2 separate regions of the Zea mays genome follow, and region 1 is linked to region 2. The links are chromatin contacts, called in public Hi-C maps. All regions are on one chromosome and are shown on one strand. The core of a region is the stretch at or near the end of the contact, and the rest is flanking DNA. Distances in the headings are between cores, read along the strand shown.

What was found. Hi-C and Micro-C count contacts between places; a contact is called where the count stands out from the background.
Region 1: a contact with region 2 is called in a Hi-C map of tassel, with 5 times the contacts expected there. The contact joins the promoter of LOC100285356 here to the promoter of LOC103637435 in region 2. A contact is called at or near these places in 9 of 25 Hi-C or Micro-C datasets (bundle sheath, ear, endosperm and 3 more).

The regions. Positions count from the first base shown.
Region 1 is chr1:83,210,630-83,215,884 of Zm-B73-REFERENCE-NAM-5.0, reverse strand. LOC100285356 (ABC-type Co2+ transport system, permease component) reads left to right here and starts at 1,546. Exons shown (of 1, transcript NM_001158248.2): 1 at 1,546-2,406. The coding sequence starts at 1,607. The coding sequence ends at 2,251. It overlaps LOC103637470 (C-terminal binding protein AN), which reads right to left. Exons shown (of 7, transcript XM_008659655.4): 6 at 2,880-2,996; 7 at 2,376-2,740. The coding sequence ends at 2,669. It overlaps LOC100384693, which reads left to right. Exons shown (of 6, transcript NM_001177169.2): 4 at 1-357; 5 at 461-667; 6 at 754-984. The coding sequence ends at 822.
Region 2 is chr1:82,980,586-82,985,758 of Zm-B73-REFERENCE-NAM-5.0, reverse strand. It overlaps LOC103637435 (protein LAZ1 homolog 2), which reads left to right and starts at 2,383. Exons shown (of 5, transcript XM_008659634.3): 1 at 2,383-2,468; 2 at 2,655-2,948; 3 at 3,054-3,110; 4 at 3,204-3,312. The coding sequence starts at 2,778.

The sequences.
Region 1 (5,255 bases), core at 297-2,796, 230 kb before region 2:
CACCGCGACATCAAGTCCAGCAACATCCTCCTGGACCGGCAGTGGAGCGCCAAGGTGTCGGACTTCGGGCTCGCCAAGCTCCTCTGCTCGGAGAGGTCCTACGTCACCACCCGTGTCGTGGGAACGTTCGGGTCGGTGTCGCTTTTTCTCTGTTTTTTTTTCGCAGGGAGAGAGGGCTGTTGTTTCAGTTCAAGGGAGTTCGTCATCGTCTCCCGCGTGCGTTGCAGGTACGTGGCGCCGGAGTACGCCGAGACCGGGATGTTGAACGAGAGGAGCGACGTCTACAGCTTCGGAGTGCTCGCGATGGAGGTCATGACCGGCAGGACTCCAGTGGACTACACTAGACCAGCCGACGAGGTGGGCTACCACTAATTGGTGTTTGAAAGCATGTGCTACTGCTCGTTAGCTCCATGCATGTGTCCAAACATGCTCTAGATCGCTGCTGCTCTTCTCTCCTCAGGTGAACCTGGTGGAGTGGCTGAAGCGCATGGTCGCCGACCGGAGGGTGGAGGAGGTGCTGGACCCGAGGCTGCCGGAGCCGCCGCCGTCCAAGGCGCTGAAGCGGGCGGTCCTGGCCGCGCTCCGGTGCGTGGACCCGGACGGCAGCCAGAGACCCACGATGGCGCACGTGGTCCATATGCTCGAAGACGACCAGATTCTCAGAGACGTACGGCGATGCCCCGTGTGTGTAATGTCAGGTTGAGCTTCACGGTGTTCTCGCTCTGACAGTGACCGCTTTGAAAATGCCTGCAGGAATTCAAGCTCGCGCGGGATCTGTCTCCTCGGGAGTCGGATAGCTACGAACGCGAACACAGCAGGTGATGGATGGGAGGCAGGGCAGCAGTCTGGGACAGGGACAGGACACTGGGAGGGATGTTAATAATAGCAAGATGTTTTTGGTACAAGTTGAGATCTCTTGCCTTGTAAGATTGTACGTATGTGACACCTTTGGTTAATAACAGGCATACGGTATTCTTGATCATCAACAACAGTGCCACCAGCTAATCCTCCTCCATCAGCCCGCTATGCGTTGCCAGTTGCCACTTTGTGAAGGAAGAACCATCACATGGTGCTGCGCAGTACCTGAATCCGAGCACTATAAGGCCCTGTTCGGTTTCCACTGATTGGAGATCCGGAATAATTCCTAGCCAAATTATTTCTCTCATTTATATAAATTTTGATGAGCTGGAACGAATCTAGGTTTATTCCTATGCAAACGAACGGGCCCTAAACTGAAAAACATGTTCTTTTTTGAGCTGGCCTGGATACTAAAATTTGTCCAGCTTGGGCCTCCTCCCCATACACGGCCCGGACTTGAGCCCCATCTCATATCCTCACATCGCCCTTTTCACTAGCAGCAGGGTCTGCGTTTCCTGACCTGGGATATTTGCTGTGGGTCCGCACGAGATATTTTCCTGTGGGGCCGGCCGATCTGTGTCATGCGAAACCAAAAGGCATTATCTTATCTCCAACGCATGTACTACGCGCCACAGCTCGCTCAAGGCGATAAGGCCATTTATCATCGGCGAAACCACGCACTAAAACACCATACCGCGCGTGAGAGCTCGTCGTCGTTTCCGACGGTGAAGCCACGCGGAGGATAGCCATGGCCGCCTTACTCCACCAAGCGGCTACCCCGACCGCAAAACCACCCCACCGCCCATGGGCTCTCAACTCCACACACAGCCGCCTCTCACCGCTCTCTAAACGACGGCGCGCCCCAGCCATCCGCTCGGCGGCCACGGACAGCAGCTTCAGCTCCGGCGAGACGCCGTCCAAGAAGACCACCCGGAAGGAGAAGCAACAGGAGCGGCGGCGGCAGCAGGACGTGCAGGAACGGCAGCAGCAGCTCCTGGGGATGGAAGAAGCGTCCCTGGCGAAGCAAGACGGCGGCGGCAGCAACGGCGAGGTTGACGACGACGACGAGCTTCCGCAGCCCGTGTTCGACCGCATCCTGCGCCGGATCGCGTTCACGGTGGGCCTTCCCATGGCGTCGGGCGTCGCGCTGCTCAACGTGTACGACGCGCTCAAGCGCGGCCAGGGGGTGGTGGTGCCATCGTGGGTGCCATTGCTGACCATCCTCGTCGCCTTCGGCACGTCGGCGCTGGGTATCGCCTACGGCACGCTGTCGGCTAGCTGGGACCCCGACAAGGAAGGGTCGCTGCTCGGCATCGACGAGGCCCGGGCCAACTGGCCCGTGCTGTGGCAGGAAGAGATTGAGAAGCAGAAGGCAAAGCAGAAGAAGAAATGACCGGCTGGACATGAGACTGAAAATCTTGCGCACCTTGCTACTGATCATGTAATATTCGTTGGGGGTATCGATCCTACCTTTCAGTAAAAAGAAAATATAAATTAGCTGAGTAATACACAAGTACTGAATTTTGAATAGAGAATACTATAATAGCGATTGCTTGTCACACTGTATAATTAAAATACAATAGACACAGCTTACAACAAACAGACAGTAAAAAAACAAACAAACTAAAAAAGACTGCGTTGCGAGTCCATGTCCATGCAGATGCAGTAGAACAGCCAAAACTGAGACTTGGCAAGAGAGACTCAGAGAAGACCTAACCCGAGGATAGCAGTTGGCAGCATAAGCCTAAATTGTTCTATAGAAACAACATAGCCTTAAAATGTTCTCTAAATATAGCATAGCCTTGATGTATTAATCAAGCCACCGAACGACACCATCTTCACTCGGAGCTCCAAGGACCTCAATATAGACCCCAAGTACAGCCTTCAGAAAAAATTAACCACCAGGAAAGGTATAAACAACACATGGAATCAGTGCAAGTAGTTCGTTTCGTCTGACTACTGGGGATATTTGTGTATGTTAAGTTTATCCTGCTTAGAATGGCAAGGATGAATGAACGTACCATAGCATTTTTGCGATTAACAAGTTTGCAGTATTCTGAAAGGCACCCTTCCAGCATCCAGCTCTCACAAACATCAAAAGAATGACTTGCGAAGACGAACTCCATCTTATTATTAGCCTGACAATGCAATAAAAGACAGTCCAACATTTAGAAACATCAACGGCGATCAAATATTTCACTTTAGAAGATGAACACATTTACTTCCCATTCTCTTTTATTTGGCATTTGACAAACTGTCTTGGAAGGTTATTTAGACAAACATGAGATGGCTACATGCCCGTAATGGACTAATTAATCTGCTTTATGTTCCACATTAGATTTGTCTGTCTCATGAATCACCCCCCATTTATTTTGGTTGCCAATTGAACAAAGACGCCTTGTAGACTGTAGTGTACACTAAATGCAGATAAGATATGGGAACTCTGGAGATATCTTTTCAATTCCTAATACACTGAATATGGGGTTATATGCATGGGTAATTAGTAATTTAGTACAAACCAAACATGGTAGCTACGATTCTCAACCTTTTAAGCTTGAAGCTACAAATCAAGTATGATAAAGTGCACATGTACATCATCAAAAACAACAAAAAGGATGAAACAAGGAGAGCAGTTTAGCAGATAGCAACACTACACCTTTTGAACAAATCCTGCAGTCAATTAGATAACTGAGAACATGGAATAAAGGTATTGTTAGACTGTGTGTGGGCCGGCACCACTATTGAGCTGCTGGCCCATTAGGGTTAGGGTTAAGTCTCTATATGTATGTACCCCACTCCTCTATGCAATATATCAAGCACTTACAATATTCTACATGGTATCCAAGGATTAGGGTTAGGCTTTCTCCTACCACCTCCCACACTAGCCGCCGGCTGCTTCCACACCTAGGACCAGCCGCCGCCCCCCGGGAGGCTCATCCTTCCCTCCCGAGGGCGGCCACACCCTAGCCGCCGGCCCTCTCAAACTGCACCTCGAGCCTCCCCTCGCCGGCCATGGAGGTCATCGCCGGTCGCCTCTGCAGCTCGCCTCCAACACCGCCCCTCCTCTGCTTGCCGGCTCCGCTCCTCCTCCGCCGGCCTCTGGCGGGCACGACCCCGGCCACCCCCGCTCCCGACGCGGACGTCCGCCCTGCCCCCAACCTCCTCCACCGGTCGTCGGCCGCCGCGCACGGTAGTTCCCCTAGCGCAAGCTTGCTCTCTCTCCTCTCCTAGCTCGGCGTAGGCCCCTGCACAACGCGGTCGCCCCTCCCCGGCCACGGCGCGGAGCGCGCCCCTCCAGGCTGTGCCGCCGCCAACGCCCCTGCGCGCTCCCTCCACGCGGTCGCCCCACCCTGATCGGATCCACACCTCCCACTCGCGTGTCGGGGCAGCCGCTGCCAGCGCGCCGGTGCCGCTCGCCGGAGTTCACGGACGAGCCCCGACGCTCGCGCGCTTGGACAGCGCCCCTCCCTGTGCGTTCGTGTGTGCGTCCTCCGGCGCCCCATCCCTTGGCCGCGTCGCCTCCCCGTGCAGCCGGCGGCCACGATCCGCGCCGCCCTTGGCGCGCCCCCTCCAGGCCGCGTCGCAGCCACCCCTTGTGGCCTCTTGACCGCGGACACGTGGCCTCCCCGTGCTATCGGCCGCCCCGATCCGCCGCCGCTCAACACCGGTTGCGGAAGGACCTTAGGGGGCGTGCTGCCGTCTCGGCATCTTCGCCCAACAGCGCCTCTTCACGCCCCTCCCGTCGCCATCGTCAACCCGTCCTGCCAGATCCGGCGCGGCCCCCTGCCCGGCTGGACCTGCCCCGCCGCCCACCCTTTCATCGCCTTCGTAGGATCCGTCGCTGTCGTGGCCTTCCCGGTCGGATTCACCGTTGCTGCGACCTTCCCGGCTCGTTCCGCCGTCCATTTGACCGGATCGTGCCTTCCCGGCTGGATCCGTCGCTGTCGTGGCCTTCCCGGCCAGATCGTCGTTACCCCTTCTATTCTGCCGCGGGCGCGGACACCATGACCGGTGCAGACGCGTGCACTGCCGTCGGCCTCCCTGGCGGGGCTCCTCGACGTCCGGACGATCGAAGAAGCAAGGTCGCCTTGCTGGTGCTCTTTTGTTGTGCCGCCCTCGCCGACCGTTAACGCTCGAACGTCGACCCCTCCCGAAGAACAGGCTTCTGCTGCGTGTCTCCCGATCGCGATCACCTCGATTTCGGCTACCTCGGCATCCAGGGGCTCTCGTCTTCTTGGAACACACACCGGTCTCTACTCCAGCCGCAACATTCGCGTCATCACGACTCTGCGATTGCGGGAGGATTTCAACCCGTCGACTCCTACCTTCGGCCTCTACTCCAGTCTCATCGTGTGTGGTGCCCCCATTGCGACTGCAGGGGGATGTTAGACTGTGTC
Region 2 (5,173 bases), core at 1,134-3,633:
TGAATAGGTGATCCTGTAAAAACTTAAACTTATAGCCACAAAAACTTGTTAAGGGTTAGCACAATAATTGCCAAGTGGCTAAAGAGGAGATCTTGCACAATACGACAATCACAAAGAATTCAACACAGAGAAGACACGGTGATTTATCCCGTGGTTCGGCCAAGTACAAAACTTGCCTACTCCACGTTGTGGCGTCCCAACGGACGAGGGTTGCAATCACCCCTCTCAAGCGGTCCAAAGACCCACTTGAATACCACTGTGTTTTGCCTTGCTTATCTTTATCCCACTCGCGAGGAATCTCCACAAATTGGAGTCTCTCGTCCTTACACTTAAGATTCACAAAGAAGCACGGAGTAAGGGAGGGAAGCAACACACACAAATCCACAGCGAAATGCGCACACACACGGCCAAGAATCGAGCTCAAAGACTATCTCAAAGTTCTCACAAGAACGGAGCTCGAATCACTTAGAATGACAATCGGATGCACAAAGACTGAGTGTGGATGATCAAGAATGCTCTAAGGTTGCTTGGTGTATCCCTCCATGCGCCTAGGGGTCCCTTTTATAGCCCCAAGGCAGCTAGGAGCCGTTGAGAACAAATCTGGAAGGCCATCTTTGCCTTCTGTCGTCGGGCGCACCGGACAGTCCGGTGCACACCGGACAGTGTCCGGTGCCCGATTCCTTTCCTTAATTGGCGAAGCCGACCGTTGCAGATCTGGGAGCCGTTGGCGCACCGGACATGTCCGGTGCACACCGGACAGTCCGGTGCCCCCTTCCGACCGTTGGCTCGGCCACGTGTCCCGCGCAGATCGCGCGGCCGACCGTTGGCCCGGCCGACAGTTGGCTCACCGGACAGTCCGGTGAATTTTAGCCGTACGCCGTCGGTGAATTCCCGAGAGCGACCACTTCGCTCGAGGCAACCTGGCGCACCGGACACTGTCCGGTGCACCACCGGACAGTCCGGTGCCCCAGACCGAACCAGCCTTTTGGCTGTACACAGCCAACTCTTCTCTTTTCTTCTTCTTTCTGTTTCTAACACTTAGACAAATATATTAGTACACAAAACCAATGTACTAAGACTTAGAAACATACCTTTGCTCTTGATTTGCACTTTGTTCACCCATGGGCATAGATTCATATTTAAACACTTGTGTTGACACTCAATCACCAAAATACTTAGAAATGGCCCAAGGGCACATTTCCCTTTCACAGTGTCCGGTGCTCCAAGGAAGAGCGGCCTCAGGAACTCGCCAGCCTCGGGAATTCGCTTCGGCTGCTCCGCTATAATTCACCGGACATGTCCGGTGTACACCGGACTGTCCGGTGTAACAACGGGGCAACGGCTACTTCAGGCGCCAACGGCTACCTGCAGCGCATTTATTGCGCGCCAGCGCGCGCAGAGGTCAGGCACGCCCATGCTGGCGCACCGGACATTCTACAGTACATGTCAAGTGCGCCACCGGACATCCAGGCGGGCCCAGAAGTCAGAGCTCCAACGGTCAGAACCCAACGGCTCTGGTGACGTGGCTGTCGCACCGGACATGTCCGGTGCGCCATTCGACAGACAGCCTCACAAAACGGCTAGTTTGGTGGTTGGGGCTATAAATACCCCCAACCACCCACCATTCATGGTATCCAAGTTTTCACACTTCCAACCATTTACAAGTGCTAGGCATTCAATTCTAGACACACTCAAGAGATCAAATCCTCTCCCAAATTCCACACAAAGCTTTAGTGACTAGTGAGAGAGATTTGCTTGTGTTCTTTCGAGCTCTTGCGCTTCGATTGCTTTCTTATTTCTTGATTCTTTCTTGCGATCAAACTCACTTGTAATTGAGGCAAGAGACACCAATCTTGTGGTGGTCCTTGTAGGAACATTGTGTTCCAAGTGATTGAGAAGAGAAAGCTCACTCGGTCCGAGGGACCGTTTGAGAGAGGGAATGGGTTGAAAAAGACCCGGCCTTTGTGGCCTCCTCAACGTGGAGTAGGTTTGAGAGAACCGAACCTCGGTAAAACAAATCCGCGTGTCTCACTTCACTATTCGCTTGCGATTTGTTTTGCACCCTCTCTCGCGGACTCTATTATATTTCTAACGCTAACCCGACTTGTAGTTGTGTTTATATTTGTAAATTTCAGTTTCACCCTATTCACCCCCTTCTAGGCGACTTTCAGTAAGGGCCACGACGTCGGCTACGGACCCCGACCGGGCTGTCCGCGTGGAGCAGGCCGTGCCGTGCCGGCCCACGTGCCTGGCCAGCGGCCCAGACACGGCCTGCTCCACTGGGCCGTGCCAGCCCGGACCCATCCCATACATGCCGGGCCGGGCGCGAACCGGGCCAAAAAAAAAACGGGCCTCGGGCCGGGTTAACGGGCCCGTGCCTCATGTACATCTATAGTCGTCGTGTCCTCATTCAGCCGTGCAGCCAGTGGCGGTGGACCGGAGATCTCCCTCCGCTCCAGCTCCGATTGGTAAGGATACCCCTCTTGTACTTGCGTGGATGCGTTGTTCGTCTCCTTCTCTCCCTGCCGCCGCCACTCGAATCCATTAATTGTCCCCTCTGTTTATATTTTTTGTTGGGGGTATTTGAACTCCAATCTGTCCAACATGTGGCGGGCTCAATTCACTTGCCGCGCCGCGGAGTACTTGATCTGCAGATGATCCCCCCACCCAACTTCTTCCGCCAAGTGTTACTCGGGTGTTCCCTCCCCTCCCCTGTGGCCTGAGAGCTGTGCTGCAGAGCCCAAGAGAAGTCGTTGGTGCAGACAGCCTTGGATTGGATGTGGAATGAGGCGATGGCATCTGACGGATCATCATCCTCTACCTTCCGGGGGTTGTACGGCAACGTCCACGGCCCGGCGGTGCTCACTGGCGCGCCGTTCGCGCTCGTGGCGCTCCTCATCTCGCTCTGGCTCATCCTGCAGCACCTCAGATCCTACAGCGATCCAGCTGTAAGTAACTAACTGATGTTCATAGGGATGGCTTGTTTGTTGTTATCCGTGCGTGCTGCTGGACGATTGTGCTGATGCACTCTCCTGCATGCTGGAATCCTGCAGGAACAGAAGTGGATCATAGCTGTGCTGTTCATGGTGCCTGTTTATGCCTGCGAATCGGTAAGCACTAGCAGCTAGCGGGTTTGTACGTAGTTTGCAACCCATCAATCTTGAGTTCTTGACATGAATTGATATCCAATTTCCTCCTTCCAGATAATCTCACTGTGGAACTCGAAGCTCTCTCTGGCCTGTGATATATTACGGAATTGTTACGAAGCCTTTGCTCTGTACGCCTTCGGACGATACTTGGTGGCTTGCCTTGGTATGTAAAGCAGCTGCACAGTAATAATCTGCATATATATATATATATAATCACAGAATCTTTTCCGTTAGTCCTCTAGAGGGATCGAATCGCTGTAGTGTAATCTTGTGATGATCACTGATCAGCTACGTACACATCTATGCTCTCCCCACAGCTAGAGTACTGGGCTATATTGTCACAGAATCTTTTCCGTTACGGCCTATATTGTCAACACGCTTGCGGTATCTATTGGGCCCTCAAACTGGAGTACTGGGCTACCTCGTAGAATTGAGAGACGGATAGAGATGTACACAAAAAAAGGTGTCGTGCAGTAGTACACTCGACGGCCCAATAGGATCTCTGGTCAGCCCAGTCCTCTTATAGGCCGGAGTACTGTACTCATCTGTATTTGGGTATCCCATCGTTTATAGGCCGGAGAAAATTGGGGAAAAGTTGTGTAGGTATTGAGAAACCCTAAGGCCTGGTTTGATATAAAGAATTTAGAGAGGATCCACGTGAAGAAAATCATTTGTTTTGAATAACCCTAAGGGCTAGTTTGCAAATCATATTTTTTCACAGGATTTTCAATTTTTAAGAGAAATTAGTTCATTTTTCCTTGGAAAAATAAGAATCCTTTGGAAAATGTAATTACCAAACTAGTCCTAAAATTGAACTAATTTCTCTTGAAAAATAAAAATCCATTATAAAAATGGAGATATCAAACTAGCCCTAGGACTGTTACATAATTTATATAAAGATGATCATTTGGGGAAAAAAATATAGCTTTCACATGCGTTGGATGCTTATGTAGATACGTATGTGATATAAATATAATGATAGAGACCACGATTACTTCGTGAGGTTAGTTTCCATCTAAGGCTTTGTTCGATTAATATCATTACCTATGGATTGGATGTGATTGAAAAATTAAGAAAGAGTTTGACTTACTTAGGATGATTTAAACTCACACAATCTCACTCAATCCACATGGATCGAGAGCTAACCGAACAAGCTCTAATTATGACGAGCTAGCGCATAGCAATACAATTAATGCCCGGGGCTTCACTGTTTTTTGTCCGTTGAAGTTTTCCGTCTGGGTTTCGAGAGGCCATGTACTTAAGGCATCTTTGCCTAAAGACAGAGTCTGCTCCTAGGCATCTGATTCTCTAGGTGGACAACTCCTATTTACTTAACTGTGTATGTGACGCTAAGCCTGCATCTGCAGATGCAGGGTTTGCCAAAAAATCACCTCTCCAGACTGCATAGACTGCATGCGTAGGTACCCTAGGTACCTAGGATCGTTCCGTTTCTAGCGAGCCATGCTCACACGACTTAGACCACACTCGGCCACCTAATTAACTAATCATGCTGAATATGTATGCCTAGCTGCTACCTTGGCTAGGCCACATAAAACGAACAACTCGAGTTGTTTTTTATTGCTTGAATCACAATACTCTCAAATTCTATACCCAGTTAGCCTTATCATTACGAAACAAGCACCCATAATTCAAAGCATTTTTATTTAAAAGGCTGAACTGAGAGATTCAGAGAATCGAGATGATTAAAACCATCACAAATTTCTGTTGACGGACCACATCTCGTAAAAGTAGATATACAAGCGGAGCTGTTCAAGAAAATGAGAGATGGATGACAAAGATGGCCAATATATATGTTTTCGGTTACTTTTCATGTGCGCCAAACTAAATTATTTTTTACTGGTAAATAATGGACTCAGCACGTACGTTCATTCCTCTTGAAGGTTCTATTAGAAGTAGAATGGACAAATGCGCCACACAACTTGCCTAATTTCTCTGTCTAAGCTTAGTTATTAATTTCATTCGAGCGGTTAACCATAGACGAGTTGTGGGGCCGCCTTAGCTTA